3 separate regions of the Oryctolagus cuniculus genome follow, and regions 1 and 2 are each linked to region 3. Evidence: chromatin contacts called from public Hi-C and Micro-C data. All regions are on one chromosome and are shown on one strand. Each heading gives the region's core, a stretch centred on a gene start, on an enhancer-like site or on the middle of the called end of the contact. The rest is flanking DNA. Distances are from core to core; before and after follow the strand shown. Region 1 holds the start of ACTBL2 (actin beta like 2). Region 2 has its middle 330 kb from the start of ACTBL2. Region 3 holds the start of PLK2 (polo like kinase 2).

Evidence for each region. Hi-C and Micro-C count contacts between places; a contact is called where the count stands out from the background.
Region 1: a contact with region 3 is called in a Hi-C map of psoas muscle, with 5 times the contacts expected there. The contact joins the promoter of ACTBL2 here to the promoter of PLK2 in region 3. A contact is called at or near these places in 5 of 6 Hi-C or Micro-C datasets (embryonic fibroblasts, liver, psoas muscle and 2 more).
Region 2: a Micro-C map of ear pinna shows a contact between it and region 3, with 16 times the contacts expected there. The contact joins the enhancer-like site here to the promoter of PLK2 in region 3. A contact is called at or near these places in 5 of 6 Hi-C or Micro-C datasets (ear pinna, embryonic fibroblasts, liver and 2 more).

Annotation. Positions count from the first base shown.
Region 1 is chr14:78,179,006-78,181,705 of mOryCun1.1, reverse strand. ACTBL2 (actin beta like 2) reads left to right here and starts at 1,369. Exons shown (of 1, transcript XM_070056727.1): 1 at 1,369-2,700. The coding sequence starts at 1,460. The coding sequence ends at 2,590. All of the region lies in intron 1 of LOC138845201 (a long non-coding RNA gene), which reads right to left.
Region 2 is chr14:78,506,642-78,509,430 of mOryCun1.1, reverse strand. No RefSeq gene overlaps it. Among named protein-coding and RNA genes, the nearest start is that of ACTBL2, 330 kb to the right of the region's middle. Within about 2 kb of position 1,365, at least 1 of the 8 cell types and tissues checked has an H3K27ac peak or open chromatin away from gene starts, as enhancers often do. A contact at or near this core is called in ear pinna, where this site is marked.
Region 3 is chr14:79,164,865-79,167,564 of mOryCun1.1, reverse strand. PLK2 (polo like kinase 2) reads left to right here and starts at 1,345. Exons shown (of 14, transcript XM_002714049.5): 1 at 1,345-1,735; 2 at 2,291-2,398; 3 at 2,560-2,676. The coding sequence starts at 1,481.

The sequences.
Region 1 (2,700 bases), core at 120-2,619, 990 kb after region 3:
CTCCCTTGCTCATGCCTGTTAAGATCCAAACTCTAGTTCTAAGCCTCTAGCCCTATAGACTCTTGCAGAGACACCTAGTTCCAAAAACACACTTGATCTTGACTTCCTGCAAATTATCTACACATGTCTTACTGAATTATCTATATTTCCATATTAGACAAACTCCATAGCTAATACTAGTCAAATTGTTTAGATTTTATAACCATAGAGAAATTTGATGTTAATACATGCATCCTGAAGATAAATATTTTTTGTATCTATGAAATTTATATTTATTAAATAAAAACTTTATATTAAAAAATCCATGTGTACATTGTGTGTAATACTTATTTTCCATTCACCTTATAAGACCCATCATATACATTGTTTCATAATCTTATACAAAATAACAATCATTTTCAAGTTTACATTCTGCAAACTGTTTGAAATCTCATTGTGTACACAGAGGGTTATAATAAATGGTACCACTAAGAAGTTGGACAGAGTAAAATATTTTTAAGATCAGTTCAAATATGTACTCTGAAATCTTGCCATTTAATGTTGTCCATTGTTGTATAACAACTTATTGAAAATGAATAAAACTTCAGTATCTGCATTTTTCACTAATTTTACAAGATACTGGGCATTTAGCCTCCATGCAGTCAATATGGAATCAATAAACTTTCTATGAACAATGTCTAGGAATACAAGGAGCTTAACAAAATTTGGTTACTGAAAATTTAAATCGGAAAACTTGCAGTGGTCTACTTTACTGATCACTCAGTTGCTCTTACTTGATCTCTGGATAAGAAGTTTCATAAATACCTGGCTCATTGCATGGCACAAATGTGTCCTAGTTACAACTGAAGCCCACCTTTGCAACTCATTTTTTTATCTACTAAAAAATATTCTCTCATGATGATATCTTGTAGCATTCAGAATCTAATGGAAAAGTGTTGAAAACATGTTTAGAGTCAGACCCCTCATAAAAGCAATATTTTAAAAGTGAAAAGTTAAAGCTCATGGAGATCAAATGGACCCTAAAGGTAAAGTAAGGAGGGAGTGGCCCTCTTGGCTGTGTTACCCGTATCTAGCTCTGACTTTCTTTCATCTTGCACTTATATCCCCATTGCATCATCATAGTTATCTAGAGACCTTGCCAAGCAGGCTGACATGTGTGGGCTGCCTAATTACAGTAACTTGATATTTGGCCAGTTGGTAGCCAATTTTCTCTTTATGAAGGAAGGTCTACTAATGATTTCTATAATCATCTCCATCATTATTAATACCTCAAAGGTGACTCCACCCAGAAATGCTGGGAATTGGTAGGAGAGGGCATGGGTGGGTCCATGTGTTCCTTTAAATACCTAGGGTTACAGCACAGGCTCCCCTTTCTGAAAGCAGTTCTGGAGTCTTAGGCCTGTACATCCTATCTTGCACACTGTAGTGTTTGCCCACCTGGAAGATTCCACCCAGCGCCATGACCGATGATGAGCTGTCTGCCTTAGTAGTGGATAATGGGTCAGGGATGTGCAAGGCAGGCTTCGGTGGTGACGATGCCCCCCGGGCTGTGTTCCCCTCCATGGTGGGGCGCCCCCGACACCAAGGGGTCATGGTAGGCATGGGCCAGAAGGACTGCTATGTAGGGGATGAGGCCCAAAGCAAGAGAGGCATCCTGACCCTACAGTATCCCATTGAGCACGGAGTAGTCACCAACTGGGACGACATGGAGAAGATCTGGTACCACACTTTCTACAACGAGCTCCGTGTAGCACCAGATGAGCATCCCATCCTCCTCACTGAAGCACCCCTCAACCCCAAGATCAACCGGGAAAAGATGACTCAGATCATGTTCGAGGCCTTCAACACACCTGCCATGTATGTGGCTATCCAGGCTGTGCTGTCCCTCTATGCTTCTGGACGAACCACAGGCATCGTAATGGATTCCGGGGACGGGGTCACTCACACCGTGCCCATCTATGAAGGCTACGCCCTGCCCCACGCTATCCTACGTCTGGACCTGGCAGGCAGAGATCTGACAGATTACCTCATGAAGATCCTGACGGAAAGAGGCTATAACTTCACCACGACGGCTGAGCGGGAGATTGTGCGGGATGTCAAGGAGAAGCTGTGCTATGTGGCCCTAGACTTTGAGCAAGAGATGATCGGTGCAGCAGCATCTTCCTCACTGGAGAGAAGCTATGAGCTTCCTGATGGGCAGGTGATCACCATTGGGAACGAGCGCTTCCGATGCCCTGAAGCCATTTTCCAGCCTTCCTTTCTGGGCATCGAGTCCAGTGGAATCCATGAGACAACCTTCAACTCCACCATGAAGTGTGATGTGGATATTCGCAAGGATTTATATGCCAACACAGTGTTGTCTGGAGGCAGCACCATGTACCCAGGCATTGCTGACCGGATGCAGAAGGAGATCATGACCCTGGCCCCCAGCACCATGAAAGTCAAGATCATTGCCCCCCCAGAACGCAAGTATTCCGTTTGGATTGGGGGCTCCATCCTGGCCAGCCTGTCCACGTTCCAGCAGATGTGGATCAGTAAGCAGGAATACGATGAAGCTGGTCCTCCTATTGTTCATAGAAAATGCTTCTGATTGGGCTTCCATGTCAAAATTTACATTTTTCCCCTTTTCAGGTCACAGTGATGGTATGACCTTGTTTTTATCCACACTGACCAGTCCACTCATTCCAGTTTATAAACCAG
Region 2 (2,789 bases), core at 116-2,615, 660 kb after region 3:
TACCATCCCTCTGAGATATCATCTATGTTAAAAGACTCTCCAGAAAAATATTGTGTCATCCTTTCCTGAACTCCATGTCTCTGCAGTACCAACAGCTTTTAAAGGGACTCCAGGGGCAAGAATTTGCAGAAGCACTTAGGTCACTGCTTGGGACGCCCACGTCCATGTTGCAGGGCCTGGTCCCAGTTCCACCTACCCTGCTGTCAACCTGGTTTCCTGTTAATGGACATCCTGGTGGCAGCAGCAATGACTCAAGCACTTGGGTTACGGCTACCCATGTGGGAGATCTGGATTGAGCTCCAGCTCCTGTCTTCACCCTAGCCTAGCCCTTGCTATTGCAGGCCCTTGAGGAGTGAATCAGCAAGTGGAAGAAGTTGTTTCTTTCTGCTTTTCAAATAAGATGCAAATAAATATTTTAAAAATAAAGGAGTACCAAGCAAAGAGAACAGTTCAGAGATTAATATTTGCCTCTTTCTTTCTCAGTACTAAGTACAAAAGTCTAACAACCCTGAGAAAGACCACCACAAACTCTCCAGGACAAAGCACTTCACTTCCTTGTGAATTAGCTAGACAAAGTTACCCACACAAAGCTCATTGTTTGCAGGGTAGCTGCCACTCATATCCTAAAGAAATGATAAGAAACCACAGAGTCAGCAGCATAGATGTTAAAAAGGCGAGAGAAAGAAACCAGGCTTGCTCCACCCAGAAGCAAATAGATTTCCTATAGTGTGTGATCTTTCTTATCTAGAGGAAGGTTTGTTTTCTTGTCAATCAATCCCAGCAGATCTTCTGAGAGTTGGCCACACCTCAGAGTGCAGAATGCTCAGGAAGGAATGGAGGAAGGAAGAGGGGAGAGGCAATTTCCTGATGGCTCAGCTGCTGGCAAGTGTCTGGACCCTGGGAAAGCTGTGGTGTAGGAATTCCTCTCCTTGGAGAGCAACTAGAGCAGCAGGAACAATGCTGTGAACGGCTGGTGGTGACTCCCAGGTCACGCCTTGAGTAAGGCAGTCCCTGGGCAGGGGCTGTGCCGCAACATGTCCCAGACTCTCAGTAGCAGGCTGTTTATGCTCCGTGTTCAGTCCAGCTGCCAACACGCAGTCCTATTCTCAAGGCAAGTTCTCTCCCAAGGAGACAATCAGCTTCACAGGAGAGCAAAGCATCATTAAGGCATGAAAAGGGCAAACACATGGAAAAAGTCCCCTTAAGACTTTCAGATTGCCAATTTCATGAATCTCCACAGAAATTTCCTCCAAGGGAAAGGTGTCTTTTGACTACCAAAGGGACCCCTGTTTGTGCAGTTTCTGATCCATCTGCAGAGACAGTAAGTACTTGAGATGATGGCATTCTCCCACGGAAGGCAGCTCAGAACTTACGTAACAGTTCATTAAAGGGCCAGGTTTCCCTGCTTCTTGCCCCAGTATGCCCATGACCTCTGAATACACCACACCAAGGAGGCACACAGAGACCTTCTGCCTCGCCACAGCACCAATGGAAGTACACTCATTTAAGGGTCACTAAAATCATATATTTCTATGTCAGTTTTTCTCTTCTGCAGAAAACTTTTTCTAACTTCCAAAATTGAGCCATTGGTTAAAAAGCATTAACCATTATGAGTTTCCTCCAGCAACTTCAGTGCAGAGGGAAGCCAAGATAAATGAAGAAAAATCAATTAAAAAAGCTTTATGCCAGACAAGATTTCCTACTTCTTAAGAGACTAGCTGGAGAGCAGCCCTTAGGATAATTTATTTGCCTTCTTTTCTCTTTGACTCAAATAATGAACAAAGCCCTTAGCTCTTCCTGAGCATCTTGGAAGGCCATGTGGCCTTCAAGTCTAGTGCATTAGTGACCTCTAGAGGACAGAATTTGGTCCAGGCTCAAGGTTAAGATAAAAACAATGGGGGAAAATGTAAACACATTATCAATTTCATGGTTGCAAAATTGCCTTCAGTTCTTATAGGCACAAGAGATTTCAAGAAACTATCTTCCTACAGGTAAAATCTTCAAGTTGTTAAATGATCCGTTTTCCTATAAATGAGAGAACTTTGTTTTTGATGGAAGTCTAAGGAAATGGTATTTTATTTTTCCCAAGATGTAGTCTATTTTCTGACAGATTCCCCACTTGGCTGAAACATTAGATCTTGGCTTACATGGGTGTCTTTAACTATCTTTGCCCATACCCCATCCCTAGCGTCCTGCACAATTCCCCACACAAGTATTAAAGAAGAAACATTCAAAGAAGTGTCTGTTGAATCTCTTAAAGCTGGCAAGGCTCCTCTGCATTTGCTAGATGTGAGCGAAGCAGCCAGCAATTCTTTACCATCAGAACTTCGCTACAGAGCTAAGAGGGGTCATAGAGATTATCAGGGCCATACAGGTTGTATTGAGATGTTAATTGTGCAATGGGGCTCCAACCTCCCACAGCATTTCCAAGAGGCCTTGGGATAGAGCTGCCTTTCTGTTCACACACAGAGCCAGGAATTCTGAATCACTTTCACCATTAAAATTCACTTAGCAACTTATCTTGCAACATAGGCCTATGTAGGACTAAGTATGACACTAGTGAATAAAAAATAGTTTTTCTCATTTAAAACCATCCATATTGACTATTTTTACAAGAAATTACATGCTATCTCTCATTTTCACAACCCCCCTAGAAGAAAAGTGCTATTCTCTTTGTTTTATTGATAAGAAGCTTTCAGAGGCCACTGGATCTGTGTCCCACATCCCATACCTGGAAGTTTGCTTATATTTCAAAGTGCATGTGATTTCCATCGTATCACAAAGTTTCT
Region 3 (2,700 bases), core at 96-2,595:
AGAAACAAACAAAAAACGCAGCTTAACGTATCTCGAAGTTAACTGACATCTTGTGACTTGACTGTGTTCTACACGCGGAACAGGGGTTTATCTACCTTTAACTTGTAGCGTTCTTGGTGTACCGGAGCACTGCGCCCGGCGTTATAAACTGAAGGTATATGATCACAAAAAATGAAAGAGAAAAAGGAGGGAGGGGGGGAGGAACGTATCATTGTCTTCTTGGAATCATTACCTATGAAAAATCTGTTCTCTGGAATTAAATAAAAAAGTAACAATCACAAAAATAAATAAAACAGTCCTGAGTAATTAACACCGCCCTTCCTTGCTTTCAAAAATTTGAGCGGCAGACTGAGATGGAGAAAGGGAGGGACCACATTCCCTGGTCCCCCTCATTCCCCCAAATACCTACGACTCCTAGCGGAAGCCTGGAGCCTGAACTCGAGCAGGTCTCTCACGTGGGTGGCAGAGACCCAAGTCCTGAGCCATCACCTGCTGCCCCCCAGGGTGCACACCAGCAGGAAGCAGGAGTCTGGAGCCGGGATCCAGCCCAGGAACTCGGATGTGGGACGCAAGGGTCCTGCCCGCCCCCTCCCCACCTTAACCGCAAAGCAAACGCCCGCCCCCGTAACTCTTTCGACACCACCGTCAAAAAAAAAAAAAAAAACTTATTATTTTTTTTTTTTTTGTTTAAAAAGTAAATTCCCAGGATGTGGTTAACCACGGCCGTTAACCGCACTTCTAGAAGATTCCACGGGGTGGCGATCTTGCCCTCGTTTCTTCCTCTATCCCAGGCACGAGCCCGGCCGGAGCGCAGACCCGCTGGCTCTGCAAGGTTAAGGCCCTGACCTCGGACAGAGGTCGGAGTGGGGGCCAGAGGCCGCCGGGCCGCCGATGGGGCCCCGCGCGCATGCCCTGCCTTTAGCGTGGCCGGATCTCGCCACGCCGCCCCCAACTAGACCAGAGCCGGTGCAGAGAGCGCCTGGGGCGACGGCCCCCGGCCCGCTGCAGACGGCCGCTGAGGGCTCCGGCTACCCGCGCCTCGACCCAGGCGCTGTCGCGTCGTGGGCTTCGGGGAAGGGCTGTGCGGGGCGGGGGGCCCGCGGCCCTTAGGTTTCTGATTCACGCCGAAGCGCGGGGCATTGCAAGGGCGCGGTGGCAGCCCCGCCGACGGCTGGGTGCCGCCGGGGTCGCGGCGAGCGCGCCCGAGGTCCGAGTCCGAGGAGCCGGGCTCCCCGACCCGCGCGCCCGGGCGGCCAGTGGGCGGGACGGTTCCCGTGATGTCACACATCGCCCGGAGTCTCCGCCCCGCTCCCTCGCGGCCGGTATATAAGTCTCCGCCGAGCGCTCGCACTCGCACAAGTGGAGCAGGTGACGGGCGCAGGCGGGTGGCAGGGACTGGGGTTCGAGGCACGGGGCCGGCTCGGACGTGTGTCCGGGCATCGGAGGCGGCAGCGAGGCGGTAAGGGGTGGCGAGGCGACCATGGAGCTCTTGAGGACTATCACCTACCAGCCGGCCGCCAGCACCAAGATCTGCGAGCAGGCGCTGGGCAAGGCCAGCGGCGGGGACTCGAAGAAGAAGCGGCCGCAGCAGGTCTCCGAGGAGCCGCAGGCGCAGGTGCCGCCGGCGGCCGCGCACCACCAGCACCACCATTCGCACTCGGGGCCCGAGATCTCGCGGATTATCGTGGATCCTACGACGGGGAAGCGCTACTGCCGGGGCAAAGTGCTGGGGAAGGTGATGAGCGGCGGGCGGCGGGCGGCCGGGCGGGCGGACGGGCGGGCGGTGCTGCCCGGGCTGCTCCGAGCCGAGCCAGACGCGAGCCCCGCCACCTCGCAGCCTCCCCAGGGTCCGGCCTCGCGTGACCGGGGCCCCTCGGCTGCGGCCCTCCGGGTTTGGTGCCCTGGCGGCGGCGCTGGGGCTCGGCTCTTCCATCCTTTGCCGAAGCCCGGGCACATTCGAAGGCAGGGCTTCCCGCACCTGTCCCCAGAGGATTTTTCTGACCTGGCTCTTCAGACACCGTTTTTTTTTTTTTTTTTTTTTAAATTCTCCCCACCCCAGCCTCCTCCATAGAGCTCCCCCTTGGTACAGGGAGACGGTGTGAACTTGGTCTTTCCAGGAATGTGTTTCCCTTCGCGGAGGTCCTGCAACCGCTGGCTTGCACCTCCGGTCCACCCTTCCCGCCCCCGATGTTTTTTTTGCTTTTCTTGCGATGATTTAGTTACTTATTGTCACGCTCTGCCATCCATTTTCCTGCCACACTCAGTTCCCTCTCGGCTTTGTTCCTTTCAGGGTGGCTTTGCAAAATGTTACGAGATGACAGATTTGACAAACAACAAAGTCTACGCTGCAAAAATCATCCCGCACAGCAGAGTAGCTAAACCTCATCAAAGGGAAAAGGTGTGTATGACTGTTGAGTAAAGTATTTTCTTTGTGTGCACGGATGGCCCTACCCTGTTAGGAAAATGTCTTCTGCATGTGTAAGCACCTACCCGCTCTTCAGAGCTGATGGGAGGCTAGCCAGCCTTATCTTGCCTTATTATTATTATTATTATTTTTAGATTGACAAAGAAATCGAGCTTCACAGGATTCTTCACCATAAGCACGTCGTGCAGTTTTACCACTACTTTGAAGACAAAGAAAACATTTACATTCTCTTGGAATACTGCAGTAGAAGGGTAAGCATTAACTGCTTCCTACTA